Linked DNA regions of Gossypium arboreum: all the other regions are linked to region 1. The links are chromatin contacts, called in public Hi-C maps. All regions are on one chromosome and are shown on one strand. Each heading gives the region's core, a stretch centred on a gene start, on an enhancer-like site or on the middle of the called end of the contact. The rest is flanking DNA. Distances are from core to core; before and after follow the strand shown. Region 1 holds the start of LOC108473546 (protein FAR-RED ELONGATED HYPOCOTYL 3). Region 2 holds the start of LOC108473501. Region 3 holds the start of LOC108474107 (putative 3,4-dihydroxy-2-butanone kinase).

Region 1 (4,986 bases), core at 1,803-4,302:
CTTTTTGGTTGGGTTCTTTTTCTTATTCATCTTGCTTGTGCTTCTGCTTTGATTGTCTTCTTCAATACAGATCATACCCTGGGTGGGAGATGCCACAGCTTCTGCAAGGCTCTTATTAGAAGTGTTTGCACTCAAACAGCTCCCAAAAGCTTCTTCCAGGCTTCGGAATGCAATATAGTAGCTCTCTTGAGACAACGAACCCTCCTCAATCAACTTCATCCCTCGTTGAAATAAATCATTGTACCTCTGCACCCTAGATTGAACCTGCTCAGATTCTTCACTCATGAAATGCCTGCTCTTTGCCTCTTTTGTCCATCGTTTCAAAATATATTGAGAAGGGATGGCTGAGTGGCCGTTTATTTGGAGAACTACCATAGCGTGCCTGCAGAGATATCCTTTGTATTCATACAAGCGGCATATACAAGAAACTTCTGCCTTCATCTCATTCAAAGTAACAATAAAATCCTGATTCTTTTCAAGATCTTGAACTCTAAAAATGCTGCATGTTGAATCATGATTTTCCGGCTTTGGATGACAAGCAATTGCACCCACAACCTCGATTTGAAACTTCTTGAATAATGTGTGTGTGTATACCCCCGCAACACTCTTCTCAAAAGGTGATGGAGATTTTAATGCTGGCACTTTGCTCCATGAATCAGAATTTGCTTTCGCTTCCTCTTCATACCTATCTTGTAAAATTGCTTCATAATGTTTCAAAAAATCTTGCACTGTGGTCTTCTTATGTACGTACTTGTCAAAGAATGAGTTCACACTCTCGGCTCTCTGAACCGTAGACATCCCAGCCAACAGAACATTCATTATATAGGTTGGAACCCACTTTTTGCGGTCTTCATACAACGACTTCATCCATTCATCATCCTTGAGTTCAAATCTATCAAGAATTTTCCACCACCTTTTGCCGAACTCTTCATCTGTCCATGACCTGTAGATGCATTTCTCAAACTTTGCCATCAAGTTTCCGTGCTGTTTAATTACATGACCAAGGTTCTCAGAAACCTTTCCTAATACGTGCCACAGGAAGAAGCAATGAAGTGTATTTGGAAAGATTTCTGCAACAACAGATTTCAGAGTTCGGTCTTGGTCGGTTATTAGGACTCTAGGAGATTGTCCACCCATTGCTTTCAGCCATGTCTTCATTAGCCAAGAAAATGTTGCAGCACTCTCATCTGATACCAATGCACATCCAAGCGGAATGCACTGGTAGTGGTGGTTTACTCCAATAAATAGTGCAAGAGGCATCTTATATTTGTTTGTAACATAAGTGGTATCAAAAGACACAGCATCACAGAAATAACTGTAATCATGCCTACTCTTTGAATCAACCCAAAACAAACTCTTCAGACGCTGATCTTCACCCAGGTCTACTGCATAAAAGAAGTTTGAATTTATGCTCTGCATGTGTGTGAAAAATTCAAGTAAAATCTTAACATCAGCAGCTTCTAATGCCAAATTTCGACCTTTATCAAATGGATTTTTGGGATCATTCTTCAGACCAACAACATTTTTATATTCAGCAAATTGTCTAGCCATTGCAGCATACATCCTTCTGGTCTGTTCACTGACAGCTTGGGCTGGCAAAAGTTCATGGTTATGTTCTTTCACAAAACTATGTATAACCCATTTTCCATCAGGCCTTCTCTTCACATGCATACTTGCTTTACAATCCGTCTTCGAACATGATCGCCGACCAGTTGCATTTTCAGGGTCTTGCTTGCTTTGTCTAGCTCGTGGCCGGTTAAAGGATTTGTCATATTCCCTTTTGGTCCCATATCTAGAACAGGCAAACTTTGCATCAATAAATTCTCTTGAAGTCTTCGAACGTCGGCTATTTTGTATAGCTGTGTTGAATCCCATAGACCGAGCATATTCTTGATAAAATGAATATGCTTCTCCATGTGATTCAAACTCCATACCAGAAAGTGGCTCAAGATTCGTATCCTCCTTGAAGGTCACCATATCCACAGCAGAAGAATGCATTTCCCCACCATCTTCAGCACGCATATCCTCTCCTACAACTTGAACCATTCCATTATGCAGTGATTCATCACCATCTAGCATATTATCAATTCCATTTGCATCTTCATCTTCCTTACACTGTTCACCAGAAGGTAACCTAAGATCTATGTCCATGATTGAAACTTGTTTACTTCAACTAACTGTTTTCCTGACTGCACCTGAAAAAATTAAAATGTAGAAGGACGCCATCATGTCAGCATAAAGAACCCATGACAAAAAGCAATTCACAATAGCCTACTATAATTATAAAAGATAGACAAACTAATTGAAGTCCTCTTTAGCTCTTGGACAATCCTGGATATACATGTATCTATAAAGGAAGCAAATCCCAAAGCTACATACATGATGGGTATTTCAAATTTCCTTAGCTATAAGTTGATACATGAAGACCTTTTCCCTAATACCAACATTCCAAACGAACAAAAAGGCTACAATTTTAACAACTTTTAAGGATTTTAGCCATAAATTAGGTAACAAGATTAGGCAAGCAACTAATAATATAATATCCGCAAACTAAGATTCATGTGACCAAATAATTTCGAAAGAGATGAACCCAGAAAATCAATCACAATTACAGAATTAAATAAAATCGGGAAGGTTTCAATCATATAATGAATTTAATATTAAAACAGAAGAATAAAGAAAACGAAAATAAATTTGGGGATGATGGGATCGAAATAGAAAATTTAGAAGAAAAAGAACAGGGAAATTGCGAAAATTCAAAAGGCAGAATTGGAAAGCAAAATAGTTGAGAGGGGGCGGGGATTAAAATAAAGGAACACCTGAAGTGGAGGTGGAAATAGAATGAGTGATGATTCTGCGAAAACCGAAGGCGAGTGGAGTTAAGGGCGCGTAGAGAGTTGGGGGGGGGGGGGTTGGGAGATTTAGGGTTTCCTGCTTTCCTTCCACTCGCTTTTCTCTGTCACTCGCCAATTTGGGGATCTCAGACTCTGTTCTCGCTTTCACTCGCCCCTTTTATGAGTAAAATAAGTTAATCCTATTATTAAATAGTCTAGTCTGCTTTATTTTTCTTTTAATGTTGAATATTTTGCTTTCTGTGTTGGGCCTCAACTCCATCCATACTTTTACTACGAAGAGATAAAAACCCATTTAATCTAACAGATTTCGGCTCAAACGCAAAATAAGCCCTCAAATCTTAACGTCCTTTAACCATCGTCTCTCATAGCCTTCAATTTTGGGAAAAAATTCTCGAATTTATTTACCAATTTTATGGTCACTTAGCGTTAAATTTCTACTAAAACACCGATTATACATAAGTAAGAAAAATGATGAAATGATAAATATATCCTTTAATAGATTTTTTAATAAAAATTTTAAAATGTTGAAATCACCAATATACCTTTTAATAAATTATATTTTTTAAGTAAAAAGCATAATGGCACAAAAAAAAAAACCTTAACATTTATCTATGGCAAACTTACCCTTATTTTTTTGGAATAAATTTGCTTTGGGTTAAATATAAATTAGTACTTAAACTTATACACTTCTCCCAGATTGGTACTTATAATTTTTTTCTCAAATTGGTACTCGAACTTTTCTCTCCTCTACTAGTTTGGTACCTGAAACTAATGGCGTTAATTTTTTTCTACGTGGTAGCACTGACCAATCATATGCCACCACGTGGCATCCTATTTGGCCTTCTTTTTTTTTTAAAGAAAAATTTCCCTCATTCTCATTTTTCTTTTATTTTCTTATTTTATTTTATTTTTTGTTTTGGGTGTGCCTTCTACACTTCTTTCTTTCCTCTTTCCTCCTCAAACTCTCCCAAAATTTTCCCAATGTTCAAAATAGCAATGAAGATAACAATAATAACAACAAATACTGCTCCTCTTTTCTTTCTCCTCCGTCCTTTGCTTTTTGTTCTCTTTTCTCCTAAAAAATCTTTCTTTTGTTCTTTTTCAAGAAAATTTGGGAAACCTAAATAGCCAAAATTTTCTCTTCTTTTAGGGCTCAACAAATCTATGGAGATGGTGACCTCCTCACGGCTTAAGGGTTAAACCTAGGTGAGGCCGCTATCGTCGGAGCCTCCTCCCTTTGTCAATAAAAAATTGAGCTTAAAATCCCCAAACCCCAAAAGCTTAACATGCATGCAAGTTTTTTTTTTGTTCTGAGATTGTGTAGCCGGTTGATGTTTTGATAGTTTTTATTTTTTTTGAGATTGTTTTTGAAATTGTGTAGTCGATTGGTATTCTGCAAGTTTTTGTAATGTTCGAAAAAGTTTTTCAAAGATTTTATTTTAAACATTGATTCTGTCTAGGGGTTCAAGATTTTCCATAAACATGTTTTTCAAACATAAATAATTTTAATCTTGCATTCTTGATCAGGTAAAAACTTCAAGAGCGATAAAAAACCCAAAGTGAAAAGGAAAATAACTCAAAAAAGGTTGAAAAGGAAAATAACTCAAAAGAGGCTTCCATGGATTATGTAGAGGAAATTTTTGAAACTTGTGTAATTGGATTTTGGTGGTGATTGGATGGTGAGAAAGTGAGGAAAAATTTTGAGAGTTTTTAAGGGAAAAAAGATGAAGTGTAGAAGCATATCCAACAAAAGAAAAATAAAAAGAAAAAAAGAAAAGAAAAAAGATAGAGGTGGGAAAATAAAAAAAAAAGAAAATAAAAACAATAAGAAAAAGGAGGAACAAGAGGATTCCACGTGGAGGTGTACGATTGGTCAGTGTTGCCATATCAACAAAAAATTAACAATGTTAGTCTCATGTACCAAACTAGTGGATGAAACAAAAGTTCGGTTACCAATTTAGGAAAAAAAAAACTATAGGTACAAATCTGGGAGAAGTGGACAAGTTCAGGTACTAATATCATATTTAACCCTTTTACTTTCAACGTTTCAAAGTCAAATCAAATTAGTTTATTTATAATGGAAAAAGTAACAGTGTTGACATAGCATGACAATGTGCCAATTTTTAATTGA
Region 2 (4,986 bases), core at 1,693-4,192, 220 kb after region 1:
TTCAAATTCTTTAAATACCGAACATTGCCTTTATTTTGAAATTTTTTTAGAGTGAACTGGTAAGAGGATATTCGAATATTCAAGACAAACAAAGAAAGCAAAACCCAGTACGTTAGGGAACGATTCTTCGAATTCTTTAAATACCGAAATAATTCCTTAAGTTGAGAGGGTTTGAATTAACGATGATAAAAGCCGAATCAAAATATACTTGTTTGGGTTTGTTTGGAGAAGAAATGAAACCACTGATGTTGGCCACATAAGTTGGAATTTAAATCACAATGATAGCAGGAGATAAGAACATAATCACGAACATGCATAATATTACATGGCAAAAGTTCTAGGCAAATAAATCATAATCATATGACAAGAAGGTATATGTAATGGCTATATACTTTATGCAAAGACTAATATTAACACACAAAGGCCAATGAATTACAATTCAATTTTTAGAAAAGTGCCAAGCAAATGAACACAAATGAAATGAAGCAAGTTTTAAAATAAAGAAGAATTAATAATGTGAGAAATGAAAAATGTGAAATCACCTATATACAAACAACAAAAAACGAGTAATATATGAAGGAGTTTTGAAAAATACTAAAAACAAAATACATAATATACAAAATATAAATACTTCTAGGCAAATAGTATGCATATAAATAAATAATTCACATGAAATGAAGAGAAAAGGAAAAATATTAATATGTAAAATAATAATATATAAACTAATTTTAGAATAAATGTCACGTGAAGTAAGCTAAAATGAATTATACAAAACCATATCTATATTTGTATATCAATTTAAACCAAATAGTATATATATACAATACAAGCAATTTAATAAAAATAATAGCGTAATATTAAAGCAAAGAATACTTATAACAAAAAAATCAAAAAAGTGTGCTATGAGATAAAATATAAAAAAAATTCAAATGAAAATAAAACAGTATGAAATAAAATAATTCAAAATCATATGTTTAAATAGTATATTTTAAAAAAAATGAATAACCAAGAAACTTAATTGAAATAAAAGTAAAACTAAAGGGATAATTTATAAACAAAGCAAATTATTAGAACAGGATCAAGGACCGAAAAACATGCGCCCACATATTCGGGGATTTAAGCGGAAAATATCCCAAAACCCCAAAACACCGTGTTTAGGCAAGGATTAAAACTAAACTGATATAAAGTTCCTGGGCAAAATTTTAAAAAAAATAAAAGAGAAAACATTGGCCTAATTGGACAGCAATGCAGAGATGGGGAACTAACTACGCAAATAACCCCTTAAAGGGGAGAATGAGCAAATCCAACATATGGATTAATGCGCAGACTACTTTTCACCCCCCAAAGTACTGTTTCAAAATTAATTGACCATTATTTTGTTTTTTTCTTACAACATTAAAACCCTTTTCCTTAGAAAACCAAAAGCTTTCTCTTTTACTCTAAAAAACCCTGTAGGTTTTAGCCTCCACAGTACCACCATTAAATTTGGTAGTCGGTAATGCGTGAAGAGAGTCTTCGACTCCGCTCAGGCCATACTCAGAGACTTAGTCGCCTCTCAACATCAAGAGAACAAAGGGAAAAGACCTAAACCGATGCTCCAATCGATGAACCAAAGGCGAGTTCCCCTTTTCCCCTTTTGTTGTTTTTTCAAGCAGTAGATAAATCAAAGAGACAGCAGCCAAAAAATAGAAAGAAAAATGGGACTTAGAATCGCTTTAACCAATATTGTTGCTATTGATTTCTGTATATGTTTGATTTTTGTATCTATCTCCCTCTTTTTTCTAAAAAAAAAAAAAACCCATTACAATACTTTCCAAAGACTTTTATAGCCTATTTTACAACTTATTTTGCTTGTTTGTAGGTTCATTTGAGCACGTCTTTGATGTGGCCTAGTAGAGGAGTGCACGACGCGGAGGGACGCGCGACGTGCGGTGCTTGGGAACCTCCACGGTTGCGGCGGCTGAGGGCGTTAGATGCTAGAGTTTTAATTTTTCTTTAATTTTGCTGGGCTGTTAAGGTTGTTTTGGGTTTAAGTCTGATGGGTTTAGGGTTTGGGTAATGGTTTGTATTGGGCTTAGAGATTGGGTTAAGTTTGTTTTGTTAATTGTTTTGGGTTTTAAATGTATTGGGCCCTGGGTATAAATTGGGCTTAAGAAGCAATATAAATAAAACACCAAAAAAATACCGAATTCATATATATAAAGCAATTATATTTATCGGTAAGATGTATACATATTAAATAGGTAGAAAAATTTTAATCCTAAGCAGTTTCTGACTTGAATTTAAATAAAAATAAGATTGAATAATAACATTAAAATAGTTGTAATTTAACAAGTAAATATTTTTAAAATAATAATAAAATTAACAAAAATAATGTTATATATTATCTAAACAATAATAATAAAATAGTACTAATATAATAGTAAAAGATAGTAAAATAGAGAAATAAAACAACAAAAAAATATCATCAAAACAACAAAAATAGTAAAAAAATTGTCCTTTTGTGAATTTGGGTTGGGCCGGGCAAAAAATACATTATCCAAGGCCCGACCTATTTTTAAATATGTCTTATTGTTTCTATTTGTTGGGTCTATATTTTTGTCTAAATCCTAACACTTTTCGAGCAGAGTTTCAGACTGAATCGGATAGCTTGACCCATGAACAAGTTTAGATATATGAAAGAAAATGTTTTTAGTAATGTTATGCATAAATTAAAATGTATAATAATTTTAAATAAAATTTAAGGTTGTATTCATGGAATATTAAATTTATTTTAATACTACACATAATTAATGTTTTTGGTAAGTGAAATTAAAATTATTTTGAATGATAAGTTGTGATGGTATATACCAAAAGTAGTTATATTTTATAGAGAAAAACAAATAATGACACCTAGCATGTAGTATAACTCTATTGGTGGATCCCTCCCTCTTATGTCGTCAGCAAAATACAATTCCATCAATTTGGAATTATCAAAATAGTTAATAAAAATTATTAACGGTGTAAACTAAATTTTTTAATGTTTTTTAACCCTTTTTTTTTCCTTTCTGTTTCTCTTATGCTTCTGCCTCTGTTCCCTCCCTTCTTCATTAAAGTAGTTTTTCTATGTTAAATTTCATTTCGGCACATTCATGGAGAATTAAGTTATTTGATTGTAAAGTTGGGGTGGGTCTTTTCTTCTTCATTTGGGGCTTTACAATAACATCCCTCTCTTTTCCTTTTTGTTCCTTCAATTTTGGTACTCTATAAATTAAATTTCTTCACATGAAAAGGAAGGACAAAGAAAGTGATAAAACAATGGCTGATTCCACTGAGTTGGACTTGCAGAGCAGCAGCGATTACTCTTTTGTATGGGATCCTCAAACTCACCTCTATTTTCATGCCAGGTTGATTTATTTATTTACTTCAAATTTTCTATTTTATTTTTTATTTATCTATAAACTATTACTATTAATTCTTCCTCTCATTTTTATGAAATTACTTTTTATATTTGAGAAATTAATTGTAGATTTTTTTTTCCTTTAAACTTCGATGATTCTATCCCAATGTCATACAATTGGTTTTTTTTTCCTCTCTCTGTCTCTCTCAATGATCTTTTGTTCATTTTGGCACCGTACGCCTTCGTTTGATTTGTTGCAGTAGTGGATTTTACCATGATCCTGATGCCGGATGGTACTATAGCAGTAAAGATGGTCTCTATTACACATTTGAGAATGGAAATTATGTGCTTTTGGACATGGTAGTTAGCTCATACCTTCTTTTATCTGGATGATTAATCCTATGTTCGGTATGCTTTTCATGTTAGGTTTTTGATTCCAAAATGATTTTGCAGGAAGGAGCTGTGGCTGATAATTCTGTTTTAGATGAGCCTTGTGCCACTGCGTCTTATAATGGTCCCGAGTATAATCGCTCTTCGTCTCAGGGCAATGAAGTTGATGCTCAGAATACTACTATAAATGTTGCTGATGAATCTACTAGTACAGGTAAAATTTCTCTTTACTCAATATTATGCTGTGGAATGATTGAAGGGTAGTTGAAGGAACAAGTTTTCTTTGAGCGGTGCAATCTGTGAATCTGATTCATTAGTACAAAATTTCATCTCAAAAATAAGTTCTACTTTTGTAAATAATGTTCTGTTGATTGGATTCTCTTTCGCTCTAGTGCTTTAAACCAATTCTCGGTACTTCTGATTACCAGGTCCGATAGAGGACACCAGTGCTCAAGCATCTGAGCAGCCACCACCACCATCAGAGTGGTTTGCTACTTCTGACATTTTATATCCTATATTTTGGTTGAACTAGTTGATTACGTGTTTTCTTACTGAGGTATCATCTTGATTCAGGTTAGAAGACACACTCATAGACCTTTATCTTTCTGGGTATAACTTAGCTGCCAATTCTGCTGCTGATGCAAGTATTTCGTTGGAAACAGACGAAAAAGAGAATTTCAAGTTTCCTACTGATGGTTTGTCACAAATTTGCTTGTTCAAAATTTCTAAACGCTTGCTAGCTTCTGAAGATGATTGTAAAAAGTTGGTTATGTTCTGAAACTTATCTAACGGTGTTCTGTTGAGGGGCAGGAAATGATGAGATGTACGAGTTGGAAGAGGGTGAATGGATCCCAGAGGAAAGCTTTGGTTTGGGCGGTTCAAGTGAAGTTGTCCCATATGAAGGTCTTGCGACAACGTTGCTATTGTTACATTTGACTGATATCCAATTTATTTGAAATAAACATCTACTTCAGTTTTGCCTACAAATTTTAACTCTTAAGGGATTCCTGTGGGACAAGTTCCACGAGTCTAAATGAACACACTGGAAAATTTTCATTCAGGTGATACATGGGATGAAGAGAACTGGCGAGCCCAATACGGACAAGTCACACGTTGCAAAGATGAGCCCTTGCTAGAATTTCCAGTTGTGGATTTGTGGGATTGGAGTATGGTGACAAAACCAAAAGAGGATGGAAAAAAGCAAGTGGCTAGACTGA
Region 3 (4,986 bases), core at 1,611-4,110, 180 kb after region 1:
CCATCTGAGATGCACGTTTTGCCTCAGCAGCAACATCAGCAAGAGAAAGGCCAGCTGCAGCTGCAGCCCCAGCAATCTGCATTCCACAAAGGAGAAGAGGATCAATTGCAAAATTTTAGTGAAAATATGATTTGTAAGGGGGAAAAAGCTACTTTGCTAGAGAGAGAGACAGAGAGAAAGAACCTTATTAACAAAAATAGTTCCTGCCAAGCCTCTTCGTCCAGCAATGCCTAGAAGCGGAGGTAATGCACAATCATCTCCAACAATTACCGTCTGCAAAGAGAAGGAATTGTATGCATATATTGATTTTATTCTCCCTCATAAAATTTTGGACATTCAAAGAAATGAAAGTGTTCTTTCAAGAGATTATGTCTAGGATGAAAACATACTTCTATTTTATAACCTTCGGACCTTGCTTGCTCAGCAGCCAACCCAAAATTCAAACGATCACCAGTATAATTCTGTCCAATCCAAGTTATACCATGAATTAGAGCAAAGAAATATTAGCCATAGTATGCTCGTTGCTTCATGATTAAACATGCTTCTAACCTTTACATTAACGAGTTTGTTAAGGGTATTTCATTTTACTTACCTCTTTCAATCACCACCATCTCCACCCCGGTTCACCTCCTTATTTAATTGAGGCAGGGTTGGTGGGGTTGGAGATAATTAAACAGAGATATCTTCTAAAGCATTGAAAAGTTTAAAGCACACATCATGATAGCATTAAATCCCCCAATACAACAACTGATGTCATATAAACCTGTAACTTGATTAATTAGGAAAGAGAAATACCATTACTATCAGAAGGCATCCCATAGGACCAGTAACAGCTCGAATGCCCTGATGAATTAATTTCAGGCACAAACATGAAGATGTCAATGATAATTAGCAGGATGATACATTTCCTTCTAAACCACCAAAAAGAGGTGGGAAACAGAAAGCATACTGCTAAAATTGAATCAACAGAAGGAGAAGCAAAAACATCTCCACAAATGGAAGCCGTCAGCATCCCTTCTCCCACAAATCCAGCATGTGCTGGTTCATGCCCACTTCCACCTCCTATGTCACAAATTATATTAAACAAAATTAGCAATGTACTATTTTTCACAATTTTATTAGCCAAAGTAGATTCCAAGAGACCCAATATCACTTGGAATGACCATCATTTCCTAAGGCAGAAAAACCCAGTATACCTTTTCACATTCCTTTTCTTTACTTATTTTCTTTTTAAATACAACCTTGTAGAAAAGTAAACAAGATGTAACATGGAATATCCATATACATAAACAAAACCCATACAGGTAAAGCATATGTGGCTACATGGAAAGAAAATAAATTTCAATGAGAAGTGTAGAGACGAGGAAAAAAAGAATCATTCATGCTCTCAAAGTTTATGCCCAATGATGCATTGCAAGTAATCCATAATTGGTTCTGGACAGTCAGAATAATGAGCATACATGCTAAGGGAAACTACAAGTTTGATCCCAAAATTACCTAACAAAGGGCAAACTAAACTAGTTGATTGCAAAAACCAGTAGAAACAAAAAAGCCAAAAGGTGACTGCAGCTTTAAATGCTGTCTAGAAATCACCATAGCTTAAAAAGTATTAAAGGTAACAAAGTATAGAATTTAAATTTCAATTTGAACAAACTAAGACAGATATCAGATGTTAGCAGCTTTGTAGGGATCGAACCTGATATGATTGCAACCTTGTCATATGTTGCACCAGAAGCATCAGCACGAATTACAACTTTCACCTGGAAACAAACAAGTAATCGGTTTGTGTTTATAAAGTCTAATTCACTGACTAAACATAAGCAAAGCGGAAAACAAAATCACCTCCGGGAAACCATCCAAGTATTGGAGTCCGGGATATGTTTCCACAAGACCCTCAATAAATTCAGTCACCACATCTGCCACCACCATAACAAAAGAAATTCAAAAATGGTTTTCTTCACAAAGCAGAAATCTAGAATCGGCAAATCGTTGGTGGAAAGAGCATAGTAAAGTAATGCAAATGAGAAACAAAGAGTAAATATAGCTTGATATAGCCTAACACAGTGTGATTGACGCAGAAAATCTAGGAAAAGAAACAGTAGGAATCTTTTCTAAACCCTTGTTTGTTTTCCCTATTTCAGCAAATAGCCTTGTTTCATTATCAGCTTTCATTTACTCAAGACCAAATGAAGGAAACTACAGAAACATAAAACAACTAATCAAATAATAAGCAAAAAAAAAAACACTATTATTCAAGTAATATACAAAAATTACATGCATCATCCATTTTGTAAACGATAAGCAAAGGGCAAAGCACAAAAACAATAAAAAAAAATCCAAAATTTCCCAATACGAACACAAGGAAACATGAAATTAGGAAATGCGAGCAAATACTATCGTGAACTTCAAAAAGAAAAAAAAAAAGAAGATGAAGAGATAGAGAAAGGAAGAGAAGTGTGTAACAGAAAAGAACAGAAAATTAAGTTTGCAGGTTTATGGTTGGAAAAGAAAATTGAGAGGGGATATTAGAGTAATAGAAGGAGGAAATGGTGAAGGAAAGAAAAAAAGCAAACCGTCGGGATTGTTGATGAGTTTCTTCCCTTGAAAAGCCATAAACTTTGTTTTGTTTGAGGGAATTCAAATATGGGATGCGATGGGAGAGAGAGAGCGTTTAATTTTGTTGGACTTTTTTTTTGGTGGGGAGTCTATTGAGAATTGCAGAGCACACCCCATTTTGCTCAAGCCTGGGCAGTTGTTACTTCTCCGGACAAGAAATTGCGCCTCCAATTACCAAAATGTCCTCCCACCTTTTTCTTTTCTCTACATTTGTTGGCTTCTTTTTTTTCAGCCCACCAGCCTATTTACACCCATCTTTCTTTTCTTTTGAATTTTTTAATATTTGCACCAAAGTTAATTCATTTAAGATTTATTTCAACAACACAAACTAATTGAACAAATGTGTAGTAATTTGTAATTATAAGGAATTTTAATTCCTTAACACATATTTAGTCGAGAGGGTATAATTATATCGTAATTTTATATGTTATATTTGATTGTATAAATTACATAATTTATATTTTTAAAAATATTAAGTATGATAAAAATAGTTTCTAAACAAGTAACAAAAATTAAAATCAAATCATTATATATATTATTAGTTTTAAAAAATAGTTGATAACAGGATTACTAATAAAAATAGTGAAAAATAAACATCATACGAAATTTTTTCTAATTGTTGCAATGTATACTTGTTGAGTTATTCTCTTTTAATATTTAACATATACTTCTTATCATCTATTGGTCACCGATTAAGTTCATTATCATCTGAATTTGAATTTGCATCATTAAGATTATTAAGATTTTATTCTTTCATGTACTTTACAAAGTATAGATCGTCTTAATTTCCTCTATGGTTGAAATTATGAAATATGCAACATGCTAGTACGATCCAACCTTTTCTTTTTTACTTATGCTATACTAAGGTGATGTTGTTAAGTTGAAAAATATTTTTAGAACAATAAATAAGTTATGATAAAAAAAACTCTAACATTTTTATGAATAAGTATATTATTTTTATAATATATAGTTTGAACAGGCCATAACTTTTATATAAATAAATATATTATAACTCTTTATAACATTTTTATAATAAACTTTTAGCCATAAATTTAGAATTCTTTTAGGATTTAAATAATATAAATGTTAATAATTTTGTAAAATGAACAAATTATTTTTATATATAATTTTTAGATTTATAATTTAAATTTTATTTTACCATAATTATCACAAACACTCATACACAATTATACTTATACTATAATATTTATAACTTGTATAAAAAAATTTAAATTAAATTTGTTTGTAATTAACTGAGTAATTAGTCCAATTCCACTCCCTTGAAAAATTAAAAAGTGTAATTGAAGTGTTCTACTTACACCCTATTTAGTGAGACCATCAATTACAATGGTTATTCAAACATATCACCATTATATAATTATAAACAATTACACCCAAATCCAATATTAGAGATTTTTCAAACACTATATTAGAGTTTTTTTTGAAAGGTAAATTAATTCATTCAATGACGATAAGGAAATCAGCACCAGATGGTCCAAAGTGGCAAGCAAATATCAACAAAAAAATCGAGTATTCATCAAATTAGAGAGAACGCCAATAAAATCATCCCAAAATCATTTGTAAAATTACTATTGCATACATAAGTAAAACTAAAAAACGTGTTACAAGAATAAATAAAAACTTCTAAAACTGAAGACTTGTTAAACAATGGAAAAATAAAACAAAAACCATATAAAACTTAAGATAACACGGGTCTAAATCGAAACATGAAATCATTTATTATTCTAAAATATTCTCAAAACAAAAATAGATTAAGAAGTTGACGGAAAGTCACCGACTTTCCAAGAAAAACTATTGGTGGCAGATGGAGTTTTAGCGAACGACAGACACTTTCATCTGTCCATTACAACTTGTAAAGACAATAAAGATACCCACAAAATAGATCCGCAAATTGAAAAAAAAAAAAAGAAGATATGTGTAGTGAATGAAAAGAATAAAGAAAGAAAGGGTTGATGAGAGAGGAAAAAGGCGGGTGGGTGATAATTAGCCCAAAAATTGGCACCACCGCTGAACAAAACCAACACTATCTTAAAAGTTAAAAACCCTTATTTTCATCATTTTCACTTTTACAAAGCATTTTTAATGAAAATAATAATTTTAAATTTTAAATTTCACATATTTTGATTTTCATTTTAAAAATTCAATTAAATATGTTTTGTTTAATGTTTTTCATTTTTGAAGAAAATAAAAAATGGAAATGGTTTATATTTCTTAAAATGAAAAGGAGTATAAAATATCTTTTGTTTCTGAAAAGTGAAAAGGATCAGTTTGTCTAATTTCACTTTTGATAAGGGTATTTGCACCATATACATATTGTAATTTGGATTTAATTATATGGGTAAAATCAAT

Evidence for each region. A called contact is a pair of places that touch in the nucleus more often than the background predicts.
Region 2: a contact with region 1 is called in a Hi-C map of leaf, with 3 times the contacts expected there. The contact joins the promoter of LOC108473501 here to the promoter of LOC108473546 in region 1. A contact is called at or near these places in 2 of 5 Hi-C or Micro-C datasets (both in leaf).
Region 3: a contact with region 1 is called in a Hi-C map of leaf, with 5 times the contacts expected there. The contact joins the promoter of LOC108474107 here to the promoter of LOC108473546 in region 1. A contact is called at or near these places in 2 of 5 Hi-C or Micro-C datasets (both in leaf).

The regions. Positions count from the first base shown.
Region 1 is chr3:70,850,835-70,855,820 of ASM2569848v2, reverse strand. LOC108473546 (protein FAR-RED ELONGATED HYPOCOTYL 3) reads right to left here and starts at 3,052. Exons shown (of 9, transcript XM_017775189.2): 1 at 2,820-3,052; 2 at 1-2,195. The coding sequence starts at 2,151.
Region 2 is chr3:70,631,042-70,636,027 of ASM2569848v2, reverse strand. LOC108473501 reads left to right here and starts at 2,942. Exons shown (of 11, transcript XM_017775097.2): 1 at 2,942-3,386; 2 at 3,640-3,739; 3 at 3,833-3,983; 4 at 4,198-4,255; 5 at 4,343-4,464; 6 at 4,580-4,672; 7 at 4,831-4,986. The coding sequence starts at 3,265.
Region 3 is chr3:70,672,850-70,677,835 of ASM2569848v2, reverse strand. It overlaps LOC108474107 (putative 3,4-dihydroxy-2-butanone kinase), which reads right to left and starts at 2,860. Exons shown (of 20, transcript XM_017776015.2): 1 at 2,574-2,860; 2 at 1,843-1,916; 3 at 1,697-1,760; 4 at 950-1,062; 5 at 796-843; 6 at 390-461; 7 at 184-273; 8 at 1-76. The coding sequence starts at 2,613.